Regions from separate parts of the Mus musculus genome. Here region 2 is linked to region 1. A link is a contact called in public ChIA-PET data. All regions are on one chromosome and are shown on one strand. Each heading gives the region's core, a stretch centred on a gene start, on an enhancer-like site or on the middle of the called end of the contact. The rest is flanking DNA. Distances are from core to core; before and after follow the strand shown. Region 1 has its middle 19 kb from the start of Apln. Region 2 overlaps Elf4 (E74-like factor 4 (ets domain transcription factor)).

Region 1 (7,097 bases), core at 1,505-4,004:
GTATGTTTCTATGGTAATTCTAAATCTAGTCAGCCATCAGAGAAGACATAGCCATATTAATGTTAATGTCATCTGTGATAATGAGGGTGGGGGAGCTTCCTGGGAGAGGAAGAAACCATGAGGTTACTACTACTACTACTAATATTAATATTAAATTTTCTGTGCATTGGTGTGTTGTCTGCATGTATATCTGTGTGAGGGTATTGGATCCTCTGGAACTGGAGTTACTGACAGTTGTGAGCCGCCATGTGGGTGCTGGGAATTGAACCCAGGTCCTCTGGAAAAGTCGTCAGTGTTCTTTTTTTTTTTTTTTTTGCGGGGGAGGGGGTTTGAGACAGGGTTTCTCTGTATAGCCCTGGCTGTCCTGGAACGTACTTTGTAGACCAGGCTGGCCTCAACTCAGAAATCCGCCTGCCTCTGCCTCCCGAGTGCTGGGATTAAAGGTGTGCCCCACCATGCCCGGCTTGTCGTCAGTGTTCTTAACTGTAGTGCCATTTCTCCAGCCCCACCATGAGGTATTTTATCAAAAGTCTTTAGTGAATGAAAACGAAAAAAACAAAAGCAATGGAGGTAGGGGCAATTGTCTGGATGTTGAAAGAGCCAGACATTAAACATTAGCATTCTTCTTCAAGACCTACGTTAGTTTCCCCTTGACGTTCAGTAGTCTTTACCCAGGTAATCTTTACATTGTTTGGCTTTAAGTACTTCCCTCGATCTTTTTCATCTCCACGGTCCTGCCAACTATTCAATCACCTAAGCTATCCTAGACAGAGTCCTTATATTTATTTTCGTGTCCAATTTGTTATCAAGCCTTGTTGATTTCCCGTTTTAAGTAACTTTTGAATTTGCCCACTCCTGTCCACCATCCTGACTGGCACTGCCATCACCTCTCATCTGGTCTAATGCACTACCCTCGCCCATCTACTTGGCCCATGTCTAATCTGTTCAACCACCTAAAATGATCCTTTAATTTATTTCAATAATAATAATAATAATAATAATAATAATAATAGCAGCAACAACAAGTGTGTATGCCACTGTACAGCTATAGAGGCTGGAGGATAAGTTTCAGGAGCCAGTTCTACCTTCCACCCTGGATTCTAGGGAGCTTGTGTGGCAAGATTTGGTCCCTGTTAAGCCATCTTTCCAGCCCCAAAGCGATCTTTTAAAGCTGCAAATTTGGTCCCACCACCTGTCTGCTTGACCAAGTCTGTCTCATTCACCATAAAAAGCATTGTGCTCAGTGCAATAGAATAGCTCAATAAATATTTGATAAGCAAAGGGGTGGATGTGAGACCGAGTGTTTGAAACCAGGTGGGTTAACTGTGTTCCTTGGTCACAAACTGAATTCTTCATCTTGCTCATAAACTTAATCCTACAGTTAGGCACATCATGAGAGAAGAATGGCAGACTACAGCCTAAGGGGACGGGCTTTCTCGTAGCTGCCCATTTATACAGGAGCTCTCAATCCTGGCTGCCTATTACAATAATTGATTTACACAGTGATCCCTGCCTGGTGTGGTGACACATGCCTGTAATCCGAGTACTACTTTGTAGGCTTTGTCCAGGCTATGGAGCAAGATCTGTCTCACATACAAAAAGCCTACCTTCCATACTGACAGTTAAGTCAGTATAGTGTCTGGGGTGGGAGCCAATTTAATTAGGTTTTGAAGAATCGGGTGGTTTTAATGTGCAGCTTCAGTTTGGACCAGTGTTATTCTTGTTCCTCATAGTGTGGGGGCAGTAGCATTACTAGGAGGTTATTGAATATTTGTGTTGCTTTTAATTGGGTATATGTGAGAGAGGGAACCTTGTACATGATTGTAGGCAGGTAAGGTGGTGGATGCTCTGGATGGAACTCCGGTTGCCTTCAAGAGCAGTGCATGCTTTTAACCACTGAGAGGTTATAAGAGATCTGCAACCCTGTAGGTGCAACATTATGAACTAACCAGTACCCCGGAGCTCTTGACTCTAGCTGCATATGTATCAAAAGATGGCCTAGTCGGCCATCACTGCAAAGAGAGGCCCATTGGTCAGGCAAACTTTATATGCCCCAGTACAGGGGAATGCCAGGGCCAAAAAATGGGAATGGGTGGGTAGGGGAGTGGGGGGGGGAGAGGGTGGGGGGCTTTTGGGATAGCATTGGAAATGTAATTGAAGAAAATACGTAATAATAATAAAAAAGAAATGCAGTCTGGGGCCTCAGCTCTTTTAAGTCAGAATCTGTATTTTAACGAGGACATAGTTAGTGTTTGGAAATGCTGTCAGGGAGCCAAGCAAGAGGGTACCGAGTTAGTGGTGCTCTTCCTAGCTTCCAGGGAGGGGTATAGCTGCTTGAAATGGGAACAAATCTCCACTCCTTCTCAGGTCCGGAGCTTAAGGGCTTGCTGAAGCTTTTGGCAGGCTGCTGGATTTGCATGCCAGTGTGAAAGAGGTCTTCGCGTGGACAAAATCCTCGGTCTGAGTAGCGAGAACAACGCAAAAGTAGGCACCCTGTCCTGAAACCAAGAAAACTGGGACTGGCAGACTGTGCTAGTTCGGAGTCCTCTCTAATGAGTGGAAACAATAGAATAAAGACCGCACTCACGGTGCTGTCACGTCCCTGTACCCAGCTAACCACAGGCCTGGCTTGGTCGTAATTGCCAGCCAGCACTGCAAAGCAATGCTCGTTCCGGGGACCAGCTCACAAAGCCACCGCTCTCTGTGATTCTCTCCATCAGCTCCACCCCAAGGCTTATCGCTCTTCCCAAAAGGAAAGTAAAAGCGATCAGGATGTTCCGGTTCTGCTTCTGGACTGGTTTCTGAATGTCATTCCGTTTCTCTGCTCTTTGAATTTTTTTTTTTTTTTTTGATTCTTAGAGCCATTTAGTTCCAGGGTTTTCAAAGCAGCAAGCATGGGAACTCAAGACCTGGCAGGGTCCTCGGTCCTGTCACCACCACAGTGCCTACACCTCCTCCAGTCCTCAGCCAGAGCAGCAGTGCCTGGGCACGACTCCTGAAGCTGGGACAGGAGTGGCCATTGACTCTCAAAGGCATGCGTGCGTGCTGGCAGTTCACTGCCCTGGTCAGGGCGGGCGACGAGCGTCTCTGCAGACCAAACTAATCCTCTTCCTGGGCCTGTCTGGCACAGCCCTGCGCCACCGCCGGTCTGTCTAAGTACCACGCCAGGAAATGTCTTTGTACTGGAAAGACCCTGCTGTCTGCTCCAGAGTGTGGCAAACGTGTGAAACCAATTTGCACAAGCCTTGGGCGACAGAAAGCCTTGTGTTCTTTTTAAAGAATCTGGCCTCGGAATGACAATTCTGGATTTTTGTTGTTGTTGTTTGTTTTTAAACAAAGTCACCTGTCAGCCGAACAACCCCCCCTGGGGGCCATGAAAGTAGAGGAAACATTTAAACACCACTGGGGCCATTTGGTGGCAGTGCCCAGAACCTAGCTTCTCCAGAGCCAGCTGTTTGCTGTGTAACTGAGAGCCGAGTCCTCTAAGGACACTCAGGCCATTGGGTAAACACTTTCCTCTGTCTCTCAGGCAGCTGGTTTTGAATGGTGGCAGTTGCCTTTGGCTGGGAGGCAAGAGCACCCAGCTGTTGCCTAGCCATTGAGCCAATCTGCCTCCTTTGGTCCTTTTGCTGAAGGGCACATAGATTCTGCAGAAAGCAAAAGCCAATCTCTCAAAGGATGGAGAACACACACACGTGAAAGCAGGGGTCTGCTTCCTCCTCAGCAGTAGTGCAGGCATGATCTCCATCGATGTTGGCTCCTTCAGGTCTTCACTTCCATCTACTTTTCTCATCTCTGGCTTTTGCTGTCGCCACACCATCTCTCTCGTTTTTTCCCCTTCCTGTTTGTTCTACCTGTTCTGCTCTTGTAGTCTTTCCTCTTTTCTTATTCCGTAAAAAACGCACCGCCCTTATGTTAAGTGGTAGCTTGGCTGTGTAACGCAATATTGTAGACCGGTTGACTTAAACTTCATAAATCACCATTCTCACGATTCTGGAGGTTAGGAAGTTCAAGCCAAGATGCCAGCATGGCCAGGTGAGAGTCTAGGGAAGATATGGAGTATGTGTGGGGGTTAGCTTCTTGTTTCTACAAGGCCACACTTCTGTCTGATTAGGGTCCCATCCTTATGGTCTCTTTAATCTCAATTACTTCCTGAAGGCCCACTTCCAGACAAAAACACATTTGCGAAATTAGAACTTCAGCATATAGCGGGGTAGGATTGGGGCCATAGCAAGCTCTTATAGGGACTATTGGACCATTAAAGGCTAAAATAGGGGCAAGACAATGGTATAAAGAGATGTAGCCAGTGTTGTTACCAAACTGTGAGCAGAGCACAGTATATAGAAGGGTCAGGGTGTAAGAGGTGTCTAAAGATGTCAAGATGGACTTGCTACACGAGGTGCTAATTGATCTGGCCCTTTAGGCAAGAGAAATAATTTGACAGATGCAAGAACAAACTTTCAGGCAAAGCAAATTTTAACATGTACAAAGGGATAGAGTTATATCTTTTCACTTGATAAGCAGTGATGGATTTTGTGGTGCTGGAGGTAAGGGTCTATAGGTGAGGGTCTATAGGTAAGGGTCTACAGGTAAGGGTCTACAGGTGAGGGTCTATAGGTAAGGATCTATAGGTAAGGGTCTATAGGTAAGGATCTATAGGTAAAGGTATACAGGTGAGGGTCTATGGGTGAGGGTCTATAGGTAAGGGTCTATAGGTAAGGGTCCTATAAAGCAAGAGGCAGGGAATGTTGATGATGGAACTTGTCATTTTATGAAAACTCTAACCTAGGATAATGCCAGTGGAAATGAAAAATAAGATAGTATTGGGGAGACATAGGTAAGACTAAATTAAACAGTGTTTGCTGGCTGATTGAATGGTGAAGTGACCAGGAAGGCAGACTAGACGATGAATTTAGTAGACTGTCCCCATTCATTAAAACACAAGAAGAGAAGGGTTGGTGTGAGAGCAGAAGTTACCAGTCTGAAGCATCTCTAGACTCTACAGATAAGGCAGGGCTGGGTGCTGGGGATGAAGTGGAGGTAAAAAGGCTACGTAGAGTCAAGAGCACATGAAGGGAGTGATCTGATAGCTGGGGAGACACCGCTACTAATGGTTAGAGGAACTGTGCTCAGAACTCAGAACTCAGAACTGGAAATAGCACCTGTTCCTAACTAGCTCAGGTTTAAGTTTGGGGTGTTTCTATAGCTTTAATGTTAATGTCATTGCCAAAGCCACTTTTTATATTCCTAACAACTGGCATGATGGTATTAGGAGGTGGGGACTTTGGAAAGTGATTGGGTGATGAGAGTGGGGACCTCACAAGTGGGCTTTTTGCCTTTACATGAAGAGATAAGATCTTTCTCCCTCTTTCATTCTCTCTCTCCTCCATTTCTTCTCCCTCTTCTATTTCTCCTTCCTTCATCCCTCTCTTCTCTATTTCTGTCTTCCTTTCCATCCTTTTTCTCCATCCCTCCTTCCTCTGCCCATGTGAAGATATAATAAAAGATGGCCTTCTCAAAGCAGCCAAGAATAATTAGCCTTTGACTTAACATTACTCTGGTTTTATTTAACAAGGGTGAACAGCAAGATCCCTAATTACCAAACACTTTAGAAGAATCTTAGCCAAGTCTCAGAATGAACTTCAAAAGGTTTTTAGCAGGGTTCTTCAACTTCAGTGCAATGGGGCCTGAGAATTCTTTCTTGTGGAGGCTATCCTGTGAGTTGTAGGACGCTTACCAACACATTCAACTTCTACATAGTAAATACCAGTACTACCTTCCAATTGTAACAACCAAGCATGTCTCTAGACAAACAAAATCATCCCTCATTGAGAACTGCTAATTATCGAGATCTGGTGATAAAAACTCAATAACATAGAAGCCACAGTGTCTGGGACCTAGTTAAAAATGACCTGGCATGGCCAAAAAAGGAAACTGACCAAAAGTAAGTCAAATTATTGAAATAAAATCAGAACTAATAAAGATGATAGAATCATCAAATAAAGGCATTAAAACAGTTACAAAATTTGTATTCTGCAGGCTGTAATCATTAGAGACATAGAAAGCATTTATGAAAATGCCTTAGTAAAATTTATAGAATTAAAAATTACACATACAAAGTAAACGAAAATACAATGAGTTCGATTCGCAGCAGAATTGGACATTGAAGAAGAAATGACTAGTGAACTTGAATTCAAAGGAACAGAGACAGTTCAAAGTGAAGTGCACAGAGGAGTGAGTGTAAAAGATGGGCGGAGTGTTGCTGGACATTAGGGAAATCATATCAAACTCTATGTATAAGAGACATAAAGAACATTATACTGAGGCATATTGTACTGCCTGTTTTTGTGTGTCAACTTGAGAAGAGAGAATGAAGCTTTAGTTGCGGAAATGCCTCCATTAGATCCAGCTGTAAGGCATTTTCTCAATGAGTGATCAATGGGAGAGGGCCAAGCACATTGTGGGTGGTGTCATACCTGGGGTGGGGCGTTCTGGGTTCTATAAGAAACCATGCTGAGCAAGCCTGGGAGAGCAAGCAGCACCCCTTCATGGCCTCTACATTAACTCCAACTTCCAGGTTACTGCCCTGTTTGAGTACCTGCCATGACTTTCTTTGGTATTGAATAGTAATGTGGAAGTATAAGCTGAATATACCCTTTCTTTCGCTACTTACTTTTTGGTCTTGTGTTCTGTTGCAGCCATAGAAACCCTAAGACAATAACCAAATTGCTCAAAACAGAACCTACTATACACTCTCAGAGGGAAGGGGCAAATTTATATAGAGAGAAAATTGAGCAAAATCTTTTCTTTTTTCCAGACATAGTTTCTTTGTGTAACAGCCTTGGTTATCCTGGAACTAGCTCTGTAGATCAGGCTGACCTTCAACTCACAGAGATTCTCCTGTCTCTTCTTCCTGAATGTTGGGATTAAAGGCCTGTGACACTATGCCTAGCCTAAGCAAAATCTTTAAAGTACCAAGATTAAGAAAAATATCACAGATTTTATTACAGGCAAACATATTGCTATGGATTGGGTGACCCCCTCCCCAACTCCCCCTGTTACTTAATTGACATGGTAGAAGTAATAAAAGGAGCTTT
Region 2 (7,097 bases), core at 1,521-4,020, 370 kb before region 1:
ATTTTGAGGGCCTGGAGGAGAGTAAGTGAACATGCAAATGAGCCTTTCTCCACCTCTCACTTTCAAATCCTCAAACTTTTGAAGGGGGAGGGGAAATTTCTGGACTGAAAAGTTCCAAGAGGTAGGTTTCTTAAACCTTACCAAGAGAGTAGGGCAGCCACATCCCCACCTCTCCATCCCTTTGCTTTAGCTTCAGACAGAACCAGATCTCTGGAGATAGTTTTCGAAGATCTCCCAGCTAGAAGGAGCTTAGACACATATAATATACGGGCACATATAAGAACATTACTGGAATTACTCCTTTCTGCCTTCGACCATGATGGCCAAAGGTTCAGTGCATTTCAACACACAGATCCGGGGGGACCTTTCTTACCTCCTAGTTCCTTAGCAGAGTGGACCTAGGGAAGGGGATCACTCACCTGAGGACCCATAAGTCTCATACCTGTGTTGGAGTTGTCTTTTTTCCCCTGGGGAGCACACAGTCAAAGAGCCTTGCTAACCAGCAGAACCCTGACCTGCTCAGCCCCCCCACCCCCACCCCCGCCCATTGTCTCCTAAGCACTTGAACCAAGGCAGCTCAGTCTGCTTGCCCTAAAGGAGCGGGAGGAGGAACCTATGATTGAGCTCCGTAAGCTGGCCAGACCAGGGTAGCCCTTTGACACACAGAGGCTCTCACGAACATGTCCCCACACTTGGCACACATACACACACCCTGAATATGTATATATACCTGTGGTCTGTTTGTACACTCACAGCAGACAGATAGTGCACCTGTGTAACTAGCAATGCAAAGAATAATATCAATGTAGCCTCTGAGCTTGCACATCTCTCCTCACACGCAGTCAAGGTACATGTAGCTCTATACTGCTCAAAAAAAAAAAAAAAAAAACACAGATGCCCATAGACCAGTATTGGTCATTCACTCATTTGTTCCTTCTTTCTTTTTTCCTGTTTTAAATTTATTTTGTTTAGTTTGGTTTTATGTGTGTGGGGGGGGGGGAGGAGTGTGTTCATGTGGGTGCATGTGACGCTAGTGCGCATGCCTGGATATCATGCCTATGGAGACCCAGAGGTCAGCCTGTCAGGAATTGTCCACCCTGGTGTTCGTTTGAGAGTGGGTCTTTTGTTACCCTGAAGCCCACAGTCTAGGCCAGCTAACTAGCAGATCCCACCGATCTGCCCAACACACTGCCCCAGCTCTGGGATTCTAAGTATGCTTCATTGTGCCTGGCTTTTAAAAACAAAACAAAACAAAAACCCATGTTTTCTAGGCACTGAACTCAAGTGCTCACGTTTTCATAGAAAGTACTTTAAAGACTGAGCTGTCTCCCCAAACCTGGATTTTATAGCCCAGGCTAACCTCGACACCACAGTGATCTGTCCATCACAACTCTCAAATACTGGCATTGCAGGCTTGAATCACCATGCCGATTGCTGCTCCCCCCCCCCTTTTTGCATTTATTTCATAAACCAAACACAAGGCAAGGTGTCGATGTCTTATCAATGATCCACAGTTATCCCTACGGTCAAGGAAGCCAGTGTCTGACTTGGGAGGTCAGGACAATGCATAGAGGTTTCCTAAGCAAATAGTACCAGCAGAACTTTTGAAAATGAAACACTGGCTTAGGAAGAGAAAGCAAGAAGACAAAGATACCTTGAACGGAAGGGCCCCAGTGAATGACCTGGGGCAGGAGCAGATGCAGACTCTTGGACCTGGTGGGTTTAGATGAAAGTGATCACCTTTCATATGACTACTATGAGAATGTTCCCCAAGGGCAGACACCCTGGCTGGTGGGAGAGCAGGAACTATGGAATGCTTGCCTTAAGGGCACTTAGGCTAGGGGAGCCAGATGCAAGTGGTCCTGCAAGATTTTGCAGGCCATGAGGGATAAGGTCACATGCAGGGTTGGGTGAGGCAAGATGAAAGGATGGAGCCAGAATAAGGCTGTTAGCCCTACTGCTCCTCACTCCCCAGCCCCTGTAGTTCCACAAGTGATAGACCTAACCGCGTTCTCTCTTCCATCTAAAGGGAAATTCAACTCTGGTGGATAAAACAGCCTAGCAACTTCTCCAGGCTGTTTGATGGAGTAGGTGGAAAGGTGTGGGGGTGGAGACTGGGCGGGGCTAACCCTGTGGGCTAACGGAAAGGAAGTGGGAGAGGCTTGGGTGTCTCCTCCAGTGGAGGAGAGCGGTCATCAGAGAGGTCACTTGTGGCACCCTTCTTTTACCCCTCTTTAAGTCTCACCCGGAGTTCCTCGTTTATTTCCCAGCCAGGATAAGAGTTTGCCATCCTGGCACTACAGATGGAATGTCAAGGCGTTTCGATGTGTGCTCTAGTGGGTAGCCTGGGTTCTAGCCTGTCTCTGGTGGTTGAGTCAGCCTGCTTGTCGTTATTGCACACATTGAAAACACATCACGAGTTCAGGAACCTGAAGGGCAAAAGACCAGGTACCTGGACAGGTGCAAAGGCCAGTAGGGTCCAGGTGGAAAGAGCAGAGAAGTCGGTCAGAAGGAGTCTGGAAACCAGAGCTTTGGGAGTTGGCCCCAGGTGATCTTGCTAGAAGCAGCCTGGGGCTCTGGTAATTGAGGAGTAGATCCCGGGGAAACTACAGGCAGCTGCAGTGCCTGGCTAGCTTGGGAGGCACTGGGGAAAGACTCGTGTGGGTTTCAGCAGACAGAGACTTCCTGGAATATGGGGGATGAGCCAGCCATAGAAGATGAGGAAGGTTCTGCTGGCCCCTCCCCCAGCCAGGGCTCTCCTCACAAGTTCCCAGGGTGATAGCTCAGTCCTGAAACTGAAAGCAAAGCTCAGCCGAGAACACAAACCCACAGGCAGCACAGTGCAGAGGCCACCCTGTGGTGGGCAATGGGGGTAGGGTTGCTAACAAGCATGCAAGGCATGTGACCTACCAGCCCAGACACCCCTCCCCGCAACCCCAAGTGAGACATTTCTTCCTCTGTAGACTGTTCCTTGAGTCAGCTGGTCCTCACTTCTAAGGTAAACTGAGCCCATGAACACCCTGTGTCCCCTCTAAGCCACACGTACATGAGTCTTTCTCAAGCCAGGATAGTTAGTTACAGATTTTTCCTCCTAGTGCCCCGCGTCAGGCCTGGTCCCTTCCTACTCTGTCTCTGCTGGAAGTCTGTCTAGGCACAGCAGAGCCTCTTGGCTTCACTAGCTGATTAGGGCACGGAGCTCAGGGAAATTGGCTTACTGTTTCCATCTCTCCCTTCTCTGTAGGTTGCTCTTGTGGTTGGCATAGCCCAGCATGCAATCTTGAGCCTGGCATAGTCCACACCCACTCCAACTCTGGTTATCCTCCCCAGAGGCTCAGAGAAGGCACTAGATTGATCCTAACATACCTGAATAACTTCTGTTCGACAACAAACCACCGCAGCTCCAGGGAGCCGGGGGAGTCTCATTGTCAGCTCTGGCAGAAGCCAGTATGGCTATTGCTCTGCAGCCCAGTGATCTGGTCTTCGAGTTTGCAAGCAACGGGATGGATGATATCCACCAGGTATATGGTCTCTGGGAGTAAAACAGTCAGTCAGTATGGGCAATTAGGGAGACATAGCCGTGAACAGCCAGCCTGTGAGTCCAAGGGGTGGGGGAACTTGACAGATAACTAGTCAGCAAATACCCATCAGGCACCAGCTACTCCCTAGGAGTCACTGGATGGTCACTCAGGGAGCTGGTTGGCTACATGCCATTATAATACATGTAGTCACTAGGCTAGCCAAGCAGTTATTAAGCAAACCAGCTGGGCTGTGAGTCAACTGGCAAATGGAACTACACAGACAGTTGCATACAACTGAACATCATGTAGGATGTCTGCTACTTCCCTTTAGCCCCAGTGTCACAGTGAGCAAACTGCTGGGACAACTCCATAGCAAAGAGGGCACTGCCAGCTGCATTTAAAGCACAGCATTGGAGTCTTAGCATCTTCACACTCAGGGCTCCAAACCAGTCGATGGGCTCGCTCATAAATGTCTTCTCGGCCTAAGGATTCAGGACATGCCAGGAATGGGGTCTTTGGGCAGGAGGATGTTGGAAACTACGGTAGGATCAGATCTTGGTACCCTGGTCATGTTTGCTTTATCACTTGTGTTGCACTGAAGCCAGGAGGATGCCTTTTCTGTGCTGGTAAGTGTTCCACAGCTTCCACTCTGCTCCTTCAGAAAGAAAGGAGAAAGATGAGGCAGGCAAGTGTGGAAGTACGGAAGGGAGAGTAGAAATTAAAACTGTTGGGTTTTAATCTCAGTTGAGACAAGATGTCACCTAGCCAAGTCTTTCCCTTAACCTATCTGGCTGCTATCTCCCAAAGCTTGTCCAAGAGAAGATCCAGCTGAATATTTCCAAAACCTTCTCTGAGGAAGTCAGATGCTCTATCTATGGGAGGGTAGAAAACCCTCATACTGGTCCTACCAAAGCCTGCCCTCTAGTGGCCTTTGAGTGCATTGCACTTTCTGGCTTGCTGGTTCTTGGACAAAATAAATCAGCTTGCTTGTCGGTTCCAGGGCATAAAGACTTGTGGAAGGCATCAGATAAGAAGGGAAGAAAGGGTGACCCTTACCTGGATTCTTAGTGCTAATTCACCGTCTTTCGCTTGTTTCCAAGCCTCCAGCAGCTATTCCTATTCTCTATACTCCCCAGCATCTCTGTATGCTCAGCACACAGACTCTCCTCTGATCGAGAGATACTCCAAGCCAAGGCTGCCTGCAATTTCCCTGTCTTCTCCCACTTATCTCTAACATCCCCTGTTCTTATTCCCTTCCCACTGACTTAGGGGAACTCCTACCCTTTCAGAGCATCTGTTTACACCTACCTCCTTCAAGATCTCAAAAAAGTCACCTCTTCTCTCCCACCTTTTCTCCATTTTTCCTTTCTGCTTTCTTCTATCCTTTCTGCCTCCCTCTTTCCCTCTATATTCTCTCTCTCTCTCTCCCTCTCTCTCTCTCCCTTTCTCTCTCTCTCTCTCTCTCTCTCTCACACACACACACACACACACACAGAGAGAGAGAGAGAGAGAGAGAGAGAGAGAGAGAGAGAGAGCTTTCACACCTCTCATATATAACCCCTAAGGTGTCCCTAGCCCTAAAAGTAACCCTTCCCTTCCTTCTGCCTTCCTACTTCAGAATACCAGCTTGTTGGCTTCCCCACAGACCCCATACTTTTTCCATTCTCGGCTGCCTTTTCCTCCTCATAGAAAGCAGTCTTTGCTGTTAAATGTCACAAATATAAAAGAATTCAGAGCCGGGCATGGTGGCACACGCCTTTAATGCCAGCACTAGGGAGGCAGAGGCAGGCAGATTTCTGAGTTCGAGGCCAGCCTGGTCTACAGAGTGAGTACCAGGACAGCCAGGGCTACACAGAGAAACCCTGTCTCGAAAAACAAAAACAAACAAACAATAAAAAAGAATTCATAAATCATAAGCATACATACAGACAGACAAAGGAACGTGAGTGTGCTCTGGTTAAGTAGGAAAGCATGGGACTTAAAAGATGGATCAGCAGTTAAGAGCACTTCTGGCTCTTGTAGAGGACCCAGGTTAAGTTCCTGGCATCCATTTCTGACAGGTCACAACTGTTATAACTCCGGTCCCAAGCAACCCTCTTCTGACGTCTATGGGTACCAGACATACACTTACATTTTGCACATAGATACGTGTAGGCAAAACCCTGACATTTTAAAAAGAAAAAAAAAAACCCAACCATTTGTTTCCCAGAAGCTCCAGGTACCTAATGATAACGTACTCTATGCCAGGCCCTGTTGTGAATGCATCATGCTTACTGATCTGTTTAAACAATCTATGGGGTCCATCATATGAGTAACCTGGTTTCATGACTAAGGAAACTGATACACAGAAAGGTTGGAAAACTTTCCTAGGGTCCTCGTGCTAGGAAATAGCAGATATTAGTTTAAAATCCAAGCAATCTGTCTCTTGGTCAGTGCAATTCAATCACATTTTTTAAAGGTTTATTATTTATTTTATGCATGTGAGTACACCATTGCTCTCTTCAGACACATTAGAAGAAGGCATCAGATCCCATTACAGATGGTTGTGAGACACCATGTGGTTGCTGGGAATTGAACTCAGGACTTCTGGAAGAGCAGCCGGTGCTCTTAACCACTGAGCCATCTCTCCAGGCCCCCTTCAATCACGTTTTATGGAATTCTAGAATGTCCTGTATTTGTCTAGTGCAATGTAGGACCACTAGTCAACATGCAGCTTCAGAGTCCTTGCAAAATGTTTGCCCAGGTTGGGGCTTTAGGTCAGTGGTGGAGTGCGTGTTTAGCATGTACAAGGCCTTGAGTTCCATCTCTAGCACTGTGCATACATAAAGCACATGGCTGACTGCAAGTCCTGCTAAGCTAAGCCATCTATCTCTGTTCATCAAGATCTCACTTAAAGCATCACCTAGGGTGAGAGGCCTGACAAGATGGCCTAGCAATTCAAGGTGCCTGCTGCAAAGCCTAATGACCTGACTTCCATCCCCAGGACCCACATGAGTGAAGAAGAAAACCAACTCTAGCAAGTTGTCCTCTGACCATCCCCACACACATGCGGTGGTATGCCCCACCTCAAAAATGACTAAGATTTAAACAAAAAAATGTGATTTTTAAAAAGTATCACTTAGTGAGGTTGGCCGTGGCATCTGGTAGGGTGGGCTTCTCAGGAGGAGGGGAACCCTGACTCAGATCTCTTTCTTCTCCATAGCTGGAAGACCCTTCAGTGTTCCCAGCCGTGATCGTGGAACAGGTCCCCTATCCTGAATTAGTGCATCTGTGCTCAGGACTGGATCTGGATGAGGTCCACAATGGCATCATAAGGGACAGGACCTTGTGCATGACACAGGATCAGATTTTAGAAGGCAGTATTTTGCTGACAGGTCTGTTCTTTTTTCTGGTCGGGTAAGGTGTATGGTCCGAGAAAGGGCAGCAGCCTTCAGGGAAAAGCAACTCCCCGTGGCTGCTGATAGCCCCACATAACAACCAATGCTTCCCACAAAAGAGGAAGGAATCATCTTAGCCCATCCATAAACTCCTCAGACCGGGTAGCGCCCACAATGGAAACCAGTTTGGGGAGGGGGGTCG

What was found. ChIA-PET counts read pairs in DNA pulled down with a chosen protein or histone mark.
Region 2: an RNA polymerase II ChIA-PET map of memory CD8 T cells shows a contact between it and region 1, with 22 read pairs. The contact joins two enhancer-like sites. A contact is called at or near these places in 4 of 115 datasets of contacts at active chromatin or transcription factors (acute myeloid leukemia, embryonic stem cells and memory CD8 T cells).

Annotation. Positions count from the first base shown.
Region 1 is chrX:48,050,343-48,057,439 of GRCm38.p6, reverse strand. No RefSeq gene overlaps it. Among named protein-coding and RNA genes, the nearest start is that of Apln, 19 kb to the right of the region's middle. Within about 2 kb of position 2,754, at least 163 of the 459 cell types and tissues checked have an H3K27ac peak or open chromatin away from gene starts, as enhancers often do. A contact at or near this core is called in memory CD8 T cells, where this site is marked.
Region 2 is chrX:48,420,499-48,427,595 of GRCm38.p6, reverse strand. It overlaps Elf4 (E74-like factor 4 (ets domain transcription factor)), which reads left to right. Exons shown (of 9, transcript NM_001381876.1): 2 at 3,242-3,518; 3 at 6,721-6,892. The coding sequence starts at 3,447. Among named protein-coding and RNA genes, the nearest start is that of Elf4, 30 kb to the left of the region's middle. Within about 2 kb of position 2,770, at least 157 of the 459 cell types and tissues checked have an H3K27ac peak or open chromatin away from gene starts, as enhancers often do. A contact at or near this core is called in memory CD8 T cells, where this site is marked.